2 separate regions of the Mus musculus genome follow, and region 2 is linked to region 1. The links are chromatin contacts, called in public HiChIP or PLAC-seq maps. All regions are on one chromosome and are shown on one strand. Each heading gives the region's core, a stretch centred on a gene start, on an enhancer-like site or on the middle of the called end of the contact. The rest is flanking DNA. Distances are from core to core; before and after follow the strand shown.

The links. HiChIP or PLAC-seq counts read pairs in DNA pulled down with a chosen protein or histone mark.
Region 2: a contact with region 1 is called in a BATF HiChIP or PLAC-seq map of CD8 T cells, with 5 read pairs. The contact joins two enhancer-like sites. A contact is called at or near these places in 1 of 15 datasets of contacts at CTCF or cohesin (CD8 T cells), 7 of 484 Hi-C or Micro-C datasets (CD8 T cells, Th1 cells, bone marrow-derived macrophages and 4 more) and 4 of 115 datasets of contacts at active chromatin or transcription factors (CD8 T cells, the HPC-7 cell line, bone marrow-derived macrophages and 1 more).

Annotation. Positions count from the first base shown.
Region 1 is chr10:66,947,747-66,954,083 of GRCm38.p6, forward strand. No RefSeq gene overlaps it. Among named protein-coding and RNA genes, the nearest start is that of 1110002J07Rik, 31 kb to the left of the region's middle. Within about 2 kb of position 2,890, at least 14 of the 459 cell types and tissues checked have an H3K27ac peak or open chromatin away from gene starts, as enhancers often do. A contact at or near this core is called in CD8 T cells and bone marrow-derived macrophages, where this site is marked.
Region 2 is chr10:67,046,246-67,052,582 of GRCm38.p6, forward strand. All of the region lies in intron 2 of Reep3 (receptor accessory protein 3), which reads right to left. Among named protein-coding and RNA genes, the nearest start is that of Gm31763, 44 kb to the left of the region's middle. Within about 2 kb of position 2,801, at least 116 of the 459 cell types and tissues checked have an H3K27ac peak or open chromatin away from gene starts, as enhancers often do. A contact at or near this core is called in CD8 T cells and bone marrow-derived macrophages, where this site is marked.

The DNA of each region.
Region 1 (6,337 bases), core at 1,640-4,139:
ACTGTAAATGGGGTACCAAAGCTAGCACCCAGGGCTTTGTGGTTGCTAAGCAAGTGCTCTACCAACTGAGCTACATTCAGCTCCAACATAGATACTGAGTATGGATACTGATTTAGATAATCCGATGCTATTCCAGAAATCTAGTTTCTGGACTTTTACTATGTTCTGCTAAATGATTTTTAAAGGGTTAAAATTGCATCCAAGAGGAAATTGGCATCAGTGCACACAGATACACAGAGAAAGCTATAAGCCACAAGATGATGCCTTTAAAACCAGCATGTTGGGGAATAAGCCAAACTCACCTCACTGGCTATGTGCCTTCTTACTTTTGTTAGGAGAGCTCTCTAAGGGGGGAGACTATTATCCTGACAGAGATACTCTGTGCTTCTGAGCTCTACCTCTGGGGACTTGGGGAATGGTCCTACTAACTCTTTATTTTTTTAAGAATTCTCTTTTTTTAAAGTTTTTTTTTTTTTTTTGGTTTTTCAAGACAGGGTTTCTCTGTATAACCCTGGCTGTCCTAGAACTCACTCTGTAGACCAGGCTAGCCTCAAACTCAGAAATCTGCCTGCCTCTGCCTCCCAAGTGCTGGGATTAAAGGCATGCGCCACCACTGTCCAGCTATTTATTTATTTCATCTTTATGAATACACTGTAGCTGTCTTCAGACACACCAGAGGAGGGCATCAGATCCTATTTATAGATTGTTGTGAGCCACCATGTGGTAGCTGAGACTTGAGCTTGGGACCTTCAGAAGAGCAGCTAGTGCTCTTAACTGCTGAGCCATCTCTCCAGTCCTAGCTCTTTTTTTTTTTTTTTTTTTTTTTTTTTATATTCTGCCTTAGGCCTGAAGAGTTGAGCTTTTAGAAACTATGGGGGAGGTAGAAGCGATCAAATGTAGATGTCTTGTCCTGTTGGGTAGGATGCTTGACCCTGAAGAGCCACACAGATTTCCTTCCAAGGACCACTCTGGTGTGTTACACACATTAGGTTACAAATTTTAATTTGCCTTTATTTTTTATCTGCTATATATATATACACACATATATGATAAAAGTGATATCTGTCTTTAATTGTGACATAAATAAGAAGTCCGGAGGCCTTCATTTTCTGTGCTCCGTGGAACATAATTCTTGGATCACTCTTAGAGAACTGGTGAGAAGACAAGCATACATACCTAGCATACATACATACCTAGACACATACATACATACATACCTAGACACATACATACATACATACCTAGACACATACATACATACATACCTAGACACATACATACATACATACATACCTAGACACATACATACATACATACCTAGACAACATACATACATACATACCTCGACACATACATACATACATACCTAGACACATACATACATACATACCTAGACACATACATACATACATACCTAGACACATACATACATACATACCTAGACAACATACATACATACATACCTAGACAACATACATACATACATACCTAGACACATACATACATACATACCTAGACAACATACATACATACATACCTAGACAACATACATACATACATACCTCGACACAGATTTGACAAAAGCTGAAGTCAGAGCAGGTGTTATGGTCAGTTAGAGTTATCGAATTTCTAGGTTATTTTAAAGCAAACATGGAAACATTATTAAATATACTTCCACCAAATTGCCCAAAGAGATCTCAGAAAAAAAGGACGGGAATCTCTAAATGCCATCACTTGATGTTGTTGTTTTTCTGTTCTAAATAAACAATCCCCTTTCTATATAATTTTAATCTAGTCCTATAGGGCAGGGGACAGAGATGGAGACAGGCAGAACCCTAGGGTTGCTGGACAGCCGTTCAGTGGTCATCAGGTTCAGTGAGAGACTCTGTCTCAAAATGTAAGGTGGAGAGTGTTAGGGGAAGACACATAACGTGGACACACATGGTGCATACTCTCTCTCTCTCTCTCTCTCTCTCTCTCTCACACACACACACACACACACACATACACACACACACACACACACACACACACCACAAATATATACACAAAAGTAGATTTGAGTAGCTTTGTCAGATCCTTTCTAACTTTGAAAATCCTTTCATTAAATCCGTTTTGCCAGAGAGGGCTGGGATGTCATTCACTTGTCTAATGTGCACAAAGCCCTTGTTCCTAACCCCAGCACTGCAGACACAACACGTGGAAAGCACACATCTGTCATCTCAGCACTCAGGATGTAGAGACGGGATGATTAGGGGTTCGAGGCCATCCTTGGCTATAGAACAAATTTGAGGCCAGTCTGGGTTACCTGATACCCTGCTGAAATGAGACTGGAAAGGATGGCGGGCTGGAGAGATGGCTCAGCAATGAAGAACACTGGCTGCTCTTCCAGAGGGACCCAGGTTTGATTCCCAGCACTCATATGGTGGTTCATGTCTGTGACTCCAGTTTCAAGGAATCCGATACCTTCACACAGACATACATGCAGACAAAACACCAATGGACATAAATTTTTTTAAAAATTAAATTTCTTTAAAAAGCAAGAAAAGAGAGAGGGAGGGAGCGAGGGAGGGGCAGGAGGGGGGCTCATTATAAAAGAAAACAAAAATTAACTCTTCATTAATGTGAACAGCTGTGCAGTCATCATCTAACTAAGTACTTATTTTGTGAGTATCCGTGAGTAAATGAAGTTCTTCCATTAGGCAATGCTAGTGTAATGCCACCATTGGACTGAGTTCCTTCGTACAGACCGGACATGCCCTATACAGGCTGGGTAGGTGAGGCTCCCTGTTCAGACGAACCCATCTCCACCATATCAGTACCCAGAATCATCCCTTCTGAAAGAGGAAGATGCATTCCTCCAGTGAGAATGAGGTCAACTGAAATCTCAGTTCTAGAAAAGTCTGAACAAGCCAGAGGAGGCCTTTCAGAGAAGTCGGGGACAGCTGGCTTTCTGCTGAGCAAGATCTGAGAAGGTTTTAAATGGAAGGGGAAATCACAATACAGTTAGCCTTCAAACACAAGAATAAATTAAAAGTTGAACACACTCCTTTGGGTGATGAATTCTATAGCCTGCCTTGGTCTGTGGGACAGAGGGTTGAGGGTTGAAAGGACAGAGTCATGAACGCACAGGGACCCTAGATAGCCAAAGTCATATACTTCCATGCAGCCAAAGGCCAGACACTTGGTCCCATAACCAGGTGGGACGGAGCCAGGGCTAGACCCTGTGACCAGCAACCTGGTGCAGGTTCTTCCGTACCAACCTGAGCTTGCGGTTCAGAGCCTGTCTTCCCATCTTTATTACACAGCTGGGAGCTTATGGACCAAAACATGCTTTCTGCCTAAACCCGATGACCAATTTTGTAATCCAGTTAAATCAACTGAAACTATGGGTATTGGTGCTAATGAGCTCGCTCAACTCCCAAGCTGCAGGAGCAGGAAAGCCACTGTCCCCTGAAGTAGGGCACTGCACCTTCTTTCCTGCGTGTCTTCCTTGGAGCCAAAGGAAAGGAGCATCCTTATCTTATAGACACTCACAGAAGCTTCAACAAGAGCAGAATATGGTGGTGTACTCCTTTAATTCCAGCACTCGGGTAGTAGAAGCAGAGCAGCCTGTTGTACAGAACGAGTTTCAGAACAGTTATGACTACACAGAGAAACTCTGTCTTGAAGGAGAAAAAAAAAATCCAAACAAGCAAGCCTGCTACATTTCCCTTAGTCTGTAGCATCGGATGGTACCCCCGCTGTCTCGCCATACTTCTGCAAGACTAAGTCGAATCTACTGAGCACTAAAATACAGAGGCTTCCAGCTGGAGGGGTGGCTTAGTGGTTAACAGCCTTGGGTGCTCTTTGCAGAAGGCCCACTTCCGGTTTCCAGCAACCACATGGATAGCAACTCTCTGGATCCAATCCCCTCTTCTGATCTCCACAGGCATTCACATGGTCCACACATGTACATGCAGACAAAACACTCACACACAATAAATAAATAAATCTAAAAAAAAAATTTTTTTTAATGGAGAAATGTTGCTGTTTCTTCCAGTCTTCTCCAAAGGCCCCTGCGTGTGGCAAACATATTAAGTGAATGCGTATGCTTGTTTTACGTCCGTTTGTCTTTTGTTCCAAGTATCCCAGCCATGAGGCTGGAGGGACCTGATACAAAGATACGTTTTCTTCATCACATGCTAAGCTAGACAAATCCATGGGTATCCTTTAGAGCCCAGAGAGAAGACCCACACATGTGCGCAGTCTTGATGAACGAAGGTGATTGACTGAGTTAGAGATGTAACTCAGCGATACAGTCCTTGCCTGTCAATCACCAGGACCACTCAGAAAGGAAGGTGGAGCGTTAGGTCAGAGGTAGTGAGCAGTGTGCTCCCACGATGCTTTAAAGAATGGTTATCTGTAAGGAACGAGGTGGAACGCTACTTTGGACTCTCTGCCCCACCCCACCCCACCCCAACCCCCCCTCCCTGCACAAAACAATCTCACAGTCGTGATATGTAAACAGCTAAATCTTTTCAGGGTTTGGGGATAGATGCTTATAATACTAGCACGGAGGAAGAGGTATTAGGACTACACAAGACTCTGTCTCTAAAAACGAAGGAGAGAGAGAGAGAGAGAGAGAGAGAGAGAGAGAGAGAGAGAGAGAGAGAGAGAGAGAGAGAGAGAGAGAGAGAGAGAGAGAACTGAAACTTTAGGACTGGAAAGATGGCTCAGCAGTTAAGAGCACTGACCGCTCTTCCAGAGGTTCTGAGTTCAATTCCCAGCAACCACATGGTGACTCACAGCCATCTGTAATGGGATCTGATGCCCTTTTCTGGTGTGTCTGAGGACAGCTACAGTGTACTCACATACATAAAACAAATAAATAAATCTTTTTTAAGAAGAGCTAAAACTTTAAATGTTTAGAAGGAAAGTAAGAAAATGGGTTTATGCTGTTAGAATACAGACATGTTCTTCAGCAAAAACACAGCCGAAAAACATTAGGGAATGCTCTATCGATTGCTTGCTTGCTTGGTTTATTTGTCAACTGATTTGGAGCAAGGTCTGCTGTAGCTCAAGCTAATCTCAGATTTGTGACATAGTCAAGGGTGATCCTAATTTCCTATCCTCCTGCCTCCACCTCCCAAATGCTGGGATTACAAGAGTACCTGAGGGATCAAACAGAGGACTTTGTGGGGGCGAGGCAAGCACCCAGCCCCAGGAAACACTTATTAATTGGACTGCCTTTAAAAATACATCAAAGGACACATGCCTACATAATTACATTCATTTATAAATATTTGTTGAACTATCTCCTTAAGATTCATGCCTACACAGGGAGAGGGGCAGCATTTGGGATGTAAATAAAGAAAGAAATAGATTAATTAATTAATTTTTAAAAAGCTAAGTTGGGTGGGATGGTGACAATTAAATTATATATTTATGATATGTATGCTTATTTTTATGCCTTAGGCTTTATATTTTCTTTCATGTCTAGCTATTAAAATTTATGTAACTTGAATTGGGGAACAAATGTTAAAGATGTAGATATGCAGCAACTCACCTTAGCTTAGATTTGAGGTCAGAAAAGAAGAAAAGCTATTTTTAAAAAACTTGTCTGTTATACTTTCATTTTAGAGGTAAAACAGACAAGACTATGAGCAGACAAGCCATAGAACAGGAAACCTGCATTGCCAGCGTTTTCTCTCTCTGCGGTCGCAGGCAAACGAAACTGAAAATCAGGAGGACAGATTTTACACACATTTGATTAGCCAACGTTAACAAGTCTGACAGGACCTGTAATCGATAAGAATCTGCAGCCTGGGGGAACTTTCCACACTGGTAGCAGCAGTGATAATTATTTAAGGAAATTTGAAATATTTACTGTCATGTCTAAATGTTACCACCCAGCGGAATTCTTTGTGCATAAACATCAAAGGGAAACTCCATGAAAGTCCATGTTAACAGGGAACTCAGGACAAAAATATTCACAGAAGCGCTTGTTAGTAAAAAGAAGGATCAAGAAGCCTAAAGGCCCAACCTGGGGGGGGGGGCAAAAAAAGATCAAAAAGCAACAGTGAAAACAGTAGATGGGATACCTTGTAGCTGAAAATATAATCGAGTCAAAGTAACCATAGCAACACGGGCAGTTTTCCCAAAAATAATGTAGGACTGGCAAGAAGGCTCATCAGAGGTAGGTACTTGCTGCCAACCCTGCCAACCTGGGTTCAGCTACCAAAACCTGTGGTTAACCTAACCATAGGAGGGAATTGACTCTAGAAGTTTGTCTCTGACTTGCACCAGCTTAGCTTAGCATGTGTGCCTTCCCCAATGTCTCTCACCACCACCTCCA
Region 2 (6,337 bases), core at 1,551-4,050, 98 kb after region 1:
GTTTTTTTTTTCTTATATTGTTCCTTTATATAACTTGTTCTTGTTATGTCGGTACTAGAGTGGTATCATAATAGCAACGATGATAATGTGTTCAGTGATACAACTGTACAAACTTACAGTGTGTGATTAGAAAAAATGGAGCTGATAAGTTGATTTGACAAATATTACCCCAGGTCTATTGTGCACAGAGTTTGACATGAGAGAATCACAAGCTGTTATCACAAGGTTCTCCGGCTCCAAGGGAGCTCTCATGGTAGGGTATGAATAGAAGAAGACATATAATTAGAATAGAGAGTTTAATCCACATATAACTACTAAAATCCTCATAGACTATGTGTTATTCACTGTTTTGTCTGAATGACAAGGGAAAGGCTCTCCTAGTTATTGGCTCCTCCCTCCCGTCCCCCACCCCCGAAAAGGTCATACATAAATCTGTGCACTGTAGTTGGCTTATATAACACCTGCCTCAGCCATTTCACTGAAACAGGAGGAAGAGATGAAGCCTGTCCTGTCCACCATGTTCCCAGGACCCATGCCTAGTGAAGCGGACACAGAACGATCCTACTCAACAATTTCTGCTTTCTGGGGGAAGATCTATAGGCCAGGCTGGCATGGACCTCAACTACGGTTGTAGCCTAGGAGTAGTGGCAGCCTTTCTGAGCACTGGGATTATGGGAGTTGCCAGCCTGGGTTCTATCTTAAAATGTAAGGTCTGGTATCCATCCGGTGAGAAGGGAAGTGTCTAGTCAGTAAAGCCCCTGCCTTGTAGGGAAAGCCCAATGACCCGAGGTCCATCCTTGGAAGCCACATGATGGTGGACAGAGAGGAGACGGACTCTATGAAGTTGTCCTATGACTACCACACGCTGACTAAGGCAGTATGTGTCCACACATATACACATCAAGCGTGCACACACAACAATAATAACCAAAATGAAAAAGAAAGTCAGGTCTTAACTGATAATACTTAAATAATTAACTATGAGTTGCAAGTGGCAGTCTATAGCATACGGAAAAAAAGAATTATTTTGTCAATTATATTCCACATTATCAAGACATAAAGAAATTCTGAGAGGCAGGCGGATTTCTGAGTTCGAGGCCAGCCTGGTCTACAGAGTGAGTTCCAGGACAGCAAGGGCTACACACAGAGAAACCCTGTCTCGAAAAAAACAAAACAAAACCAAGAAATTCTGCACCTTTTTTGGAACTACAGATTCACTGACTTATAAAGCTACTAATGCTGGTCTTAAAAAAAAAACAAAAAAAAACCAACCCCCCCCCAACCAACCTCCCTCATTTGTGCCTAATGATTTCAATTAGATGAAGTAAAACTCAGATCATAAATGCTAAAATATGCTCCAATGGGGAAAAAAGAAGGGCTAAAAACAAAACAAAACAACAAATAAAACCCCCAAACTTTGCTGAATCTGAAAAGAAATAAACACTGCTAGATTTCAGACCACCCAAAGAGAACTTTATTTTCTGGCCATTATTAGCTTCTTGGTTGAGTCAGTTCTCCCAGAGCGCTTGTGGACACTGAGTACTGGGGGGGGGTGAGGGGGTGGCGGGGGGGAGGGGATATGGAGAAATTCTCAGATGAGGGTTCCTTAGAAATGGCAGAGAGCTGAAAAAGATCTCTTCTGTTTCGTGAACAATTATGCAATAATTTGGTTATTTCACAACAATTTTCTCCCCCTTTAAAACAAAGAGGAACAAAATGTGAGAAATCAAATTGGAAAAAAAAACCAAAAAACCAACAACAAAAAAACCCTCCCTCTTTTATTCAACCCAGATGGCTGTGCCATGGGATGTTTCTCAGAGCTGTGCCAAGTTAGAGGCACGGTAGAAAATAAGCTAGCTTTCAAGACAGATTTAACATGGGCAGAGCCTGCGTGTGAACACGTGGAGTCTGTCTGCTCTGTCCTCGTCCCTTGACACGGGCTCCTGGGATTGAACTTAGGTCACCTGCAAGGGCATTTATTTACCTGCAGAGCCATCTTTCCAGCCCTGGCCATCATTGATGAACGTAGACGGAATGTTGGTTTACAATGGTCTAGCGCTGGGCTTCCTCTGTTTGGAGGTGGATCTCTGCCCACTGTGTCTCACGTGGGTGTTTTAATTGCTGTCGCATTTACCATGACTCCTGGGTGGGAGTTCCACAGTCCCACAGTGAACCCACAGCAGCATGAGTAACCTGCAGTTTCCAGTTCTAGCCGCCCCAGGCCCTACAGAAGACCCAGTGGCTCTGAAGGACAGAGCTGTGCTTAAGGCATGTGTGTCTGGTATGGAAACAGACGTAGCCCTGTGTGTCTCATCCCTGATCTCCTCGGTGTCCGAGAAACCTGGGAGAAGGAAAAGTGCAGAAACCTTTCAAAACGACAATTAATTTAAAAAGTGTTGAAAACAAGATGCAAAACTTAGGGCCAGCATCCAGGAAACCACTCCCAGGAGCACAAGGGAAGGGAAGAACGAACGACTTCTCTGCCCCAAGACTTTTCCATCCCCGTCGGCTGAGAATTCATGCTTCACCCCCACCCCCTTTGTTTAAAGTCCTCTTGATTTATTTGGGATAATACAGAGTTATAAGAGACACTGCCTTGTTTAACACCGTACAGAACTTCTCAGGCTTTAAAGGGGGTGGGGGTGGGGGTGGGGGTGGGGGTGGGGGAGCAGCCAATCCCTGACACTAGAGTGGGTCATTTGGCCATCTTGGAGATGAACCTGGTACATCTGTAGGCTGTACCCGCGTTTCTCTCTTCCTTTGCATTTCAACATCTCAGATCACTACTTTTCTCATCTGAGTCACCCCAAGGGGCGGTACCATTCCACAGGCATCTCAGTCAGAGAGAGGGAACGAAGGGCCACACTGAGTCTACCTGGAGTCTGGGCCAAGATTCTAAGGACAGTGGTTCTCAACCTTCCTAATGCTACAACGCTTTAACACAGTTACTCATGTTGTGGTGACAAACCCCCCCCCCCCATCATAATATTATTTTTGTTGCACCTTCCTGTCACTTTGCCACAGTTATGAATCGTAACGTAAATATTTTTGGAGAAAGAGGTTTGCCAAAGGGGTCGCAACCCACAGGTTGAGAACCACGGCTCTAGAGGAAAGCCCACAGCACGAAGGGTGGCTACCAAAGGGGAAGCCTCACCCACAGACACCAGGCCAGCCTCAAAACATGGAAACCAAGAGGAAGTCTGACTCAACTTGTATTGTGTGGTTAACTGTGTTAAAACCTGTTCCTTGTAGTCCACGTTGTTAATCGATTCATATGTTCCTAAAACAAATAACTTGTCAGTACCCAACTGTATATAAGAACTTATTGTAACTTTTGTTGTTGTTGTTTTGTTTGTTTTGTTTTTTTTCGAGACAAGGTTTCTCTGTGTAGCCCTGGCCTGTCCTGGAACTTACTCTGTAGACCAGGCTGGCCTTGAACTCAGAAATCCGCCTGCCTCTGCCTCTCCATTGTTGGGATTAAAGGCCTGCGCCACCACGCCCGGCTGAATTAATTGTAACTTTAAGAAGCACGATTTGGTACACTGTAGGTGGTGGAAGTCTGCCCAAGGAACACTTTCTTCTCTTTATTTCACCCTCACTCCCCCCACTCCACCCCCCCCCCCACCTCCCCATGTGGTCTCTATGTAGTCCTGACTATCCTGGAACTTGCTTGGTAGGCTAGGCTGGCCTTGAACTCACGGACATCCACCTGCCTCAGCCTCCTGAGTCCTGGGGTTAAAGATGTGTGCCATCACGTCTGGCCAGCAACCTCCTTTTTATTGAGCTAATGGGACTCACGGTGTTGCTTTCATACTTTGTTCGTTTACTCCAGGACCTTTTCTTGCTTCCTCTCCCAGTTTCCTTCCTCCCTTAAAAAGGCTATTTATTTATTTCTCATCACAAACTTACACACCGCAGAGTTACATCTAGATTCTGCATAGGGGAGAGAGAGAAAAGTATATTTACATATAACATTTTAAAAATCGTCAATATCCTCCCCTTAGCTGTGGATGCGAATCTCTCTGGAGGGGCCGGTAAGATGGTTCCGAGGGTGCAAGTCTGAAGACCAGAGTTCAGTCCCAGAATCCAGGTATAAAGTCGGATGCAGTGGGGTGCATCTGTAATTCCAGCACTCCTACTGTGATCTGGGAGTCAGAGATGGCAGAATGAGCCAGAGCCTCACAGTCAAGCCAGCCCAGAGTTCATAGCCCAGTGACACAACCAATATAGACCCTACCTCAGGAACAAGGTAGAAAGAACCAACCCAGAGAGATCGAAGGCCCACATGCCTGCAATTTCTCTGTCTCTGACACACACACCTCCAGAGGATTCAAAACACACAGAGAGAAATAGAGAGAGAGAGAGAGAGAGAGAGAGAGAGAGAGAGATAGAGATAGATAGATAGAGAGAGAGAGAGAGAGAGAGAAAGAGAGAAAAGATAGTCACACCTTTAAAAAGTACCAATCTTAAGCCAGGCAGTGGTGATGCACTCGGGAGACAGAGGCAGGCAGATCCCTGAGTTCGAGGCCAGCCTGGTCTATAGAGTGAGTTTCAGGACAGTCAGGGCTACACAGAGAAACCCTGTCTCGAAAAAAAAAAAAAAAAAAAAAAACAACTAGAAACAACTAGAAAGTACAATCTTTGGATGTAGGGTCAGGGTTCAGCTCACGCACAGAGCCCTGGCTTTCTTCATTTGGGAGCTGCAAGGGCAGAATTTCAAGACCAGGCCAGAACTACTACACTAGCGTCTGCATTTTAATAAGATCCCAGGGGGATGTACTCAGATTCTGTCGCCCAGCATTACCCGGGAAGCGCTTCAGTGCAGGCAGTTCCTCTCACAGAACCAACCAGAACAAAGGGCAACACTGTGACACTGAAAGAAGAGAGCTAGGTCTGGAGAAGAGAGAATCCATTGGAAGCATGTAAAATGTCTTCTTATTTTCAGAACACTCTATGTATATCACCATTAAAATAAAATTAAGAGCCACCTGGGGGGGGGGGAGGAGCCACCTGTGGCAGAAGTATATGAATTTGAGGCCAGCCTGCACTACATCGTAAGTTCCAAGATAGCTTGGTCACAGAGTCAGCTCTCATCTCAAAAAGGAATAAAAACAACCACTACTATTGTCATAAGGTTCAAGGCAGTAGAAAGAGCCTTTAGCTTTTAGGCCAGTCCTCAGGGGGGTGTTCTTGGTAGCAATCAGCTTTTCACAATGGCGGGAAGGGAACCCTGTCAGGACTCTCTTCCTGAAGCTCACTACAAATATTCTATTGTTTCTCCAACTAAAAGACCAGAGCTATGTGGATGTGGACAGTCGATGAAGGTCTCTTCCCAAGGAGAAAGTCTGGGGCTGTGTACAGAACTCAGTTAATACCCACGACCTCTGCATTTAGGAGTTACAGGCAAAGTTCAAGGTCACCCTTGGCTGACTTTCACACCAGTGCAGGCTGTTGGAGTTCCCCTGGTCCCCAGATACATAAAATCTGCTGAAGTCAGATCTTCATTGGAAAGAAACCTGCTGGAATGTCTGGAAGCCATTATGATTCTGCGAAACACAGATTTCTCACCCCCGCCTCTATCTGTGGGCTCTGGGTAGCCTTCCGTACTTCACTTGCAGAGTCAGGATAAGTGGTTTTTGTTTGTTTGTTTGTTTGTTTGTGTCTTTAAAAGTGATTCCTTTTGTTTTACTTAAACCATTCCATTTGCTAAAAGGAGGACCCAACTGAAGCTAAAACATACTCCAGTATATTTGGGATTCCTATACAGTATTCCTCTCCTTTCCCAACATTCCCATGATGCTTTCGGTGTATCCCCCAAGCTAGACCATGTTGGTGGGAAAGACTTGACTGGTCTTAGCGGGAATTTTCAGGAACAGCTCCGGCTTTCCCGTTCTTTAAGAACCTTCTGCAGTGTCATGTCAGTCTTCCTGACAATCTGAATCCTCCAGCCACAAGCTATGGACTTGGAGTCTAAAACCACAGAAGAACGTCAGTATCTTAGCATTCAAAAATAGGTGCTGGTATCTGTGTAGAAGAAAAAAAAAATGACTGCCTAATTAATGTGACCTTCAGCTGAAAAGAAAAAAAGTCAGTTGCAGATGATATAATTAGGAACTGTCTCATTAAAAAAAATTAAAAGATGTATTTTCATTTTACAACTATATTTATTTTTCCAGTGTGTATGTGTCCTCTGTGTCCCGCATGCACGCAGGGAGTTACAGGTGGTTGTGAGCCACCACCTGGGTGCTGAAGACCAAGCCTGGGTCTTCTGTAAGAGCAGCAAGTGCTCTTAACTTGAGTCATCTCTCCAGCCAGTCCCCATAGATCTTAGATTTCA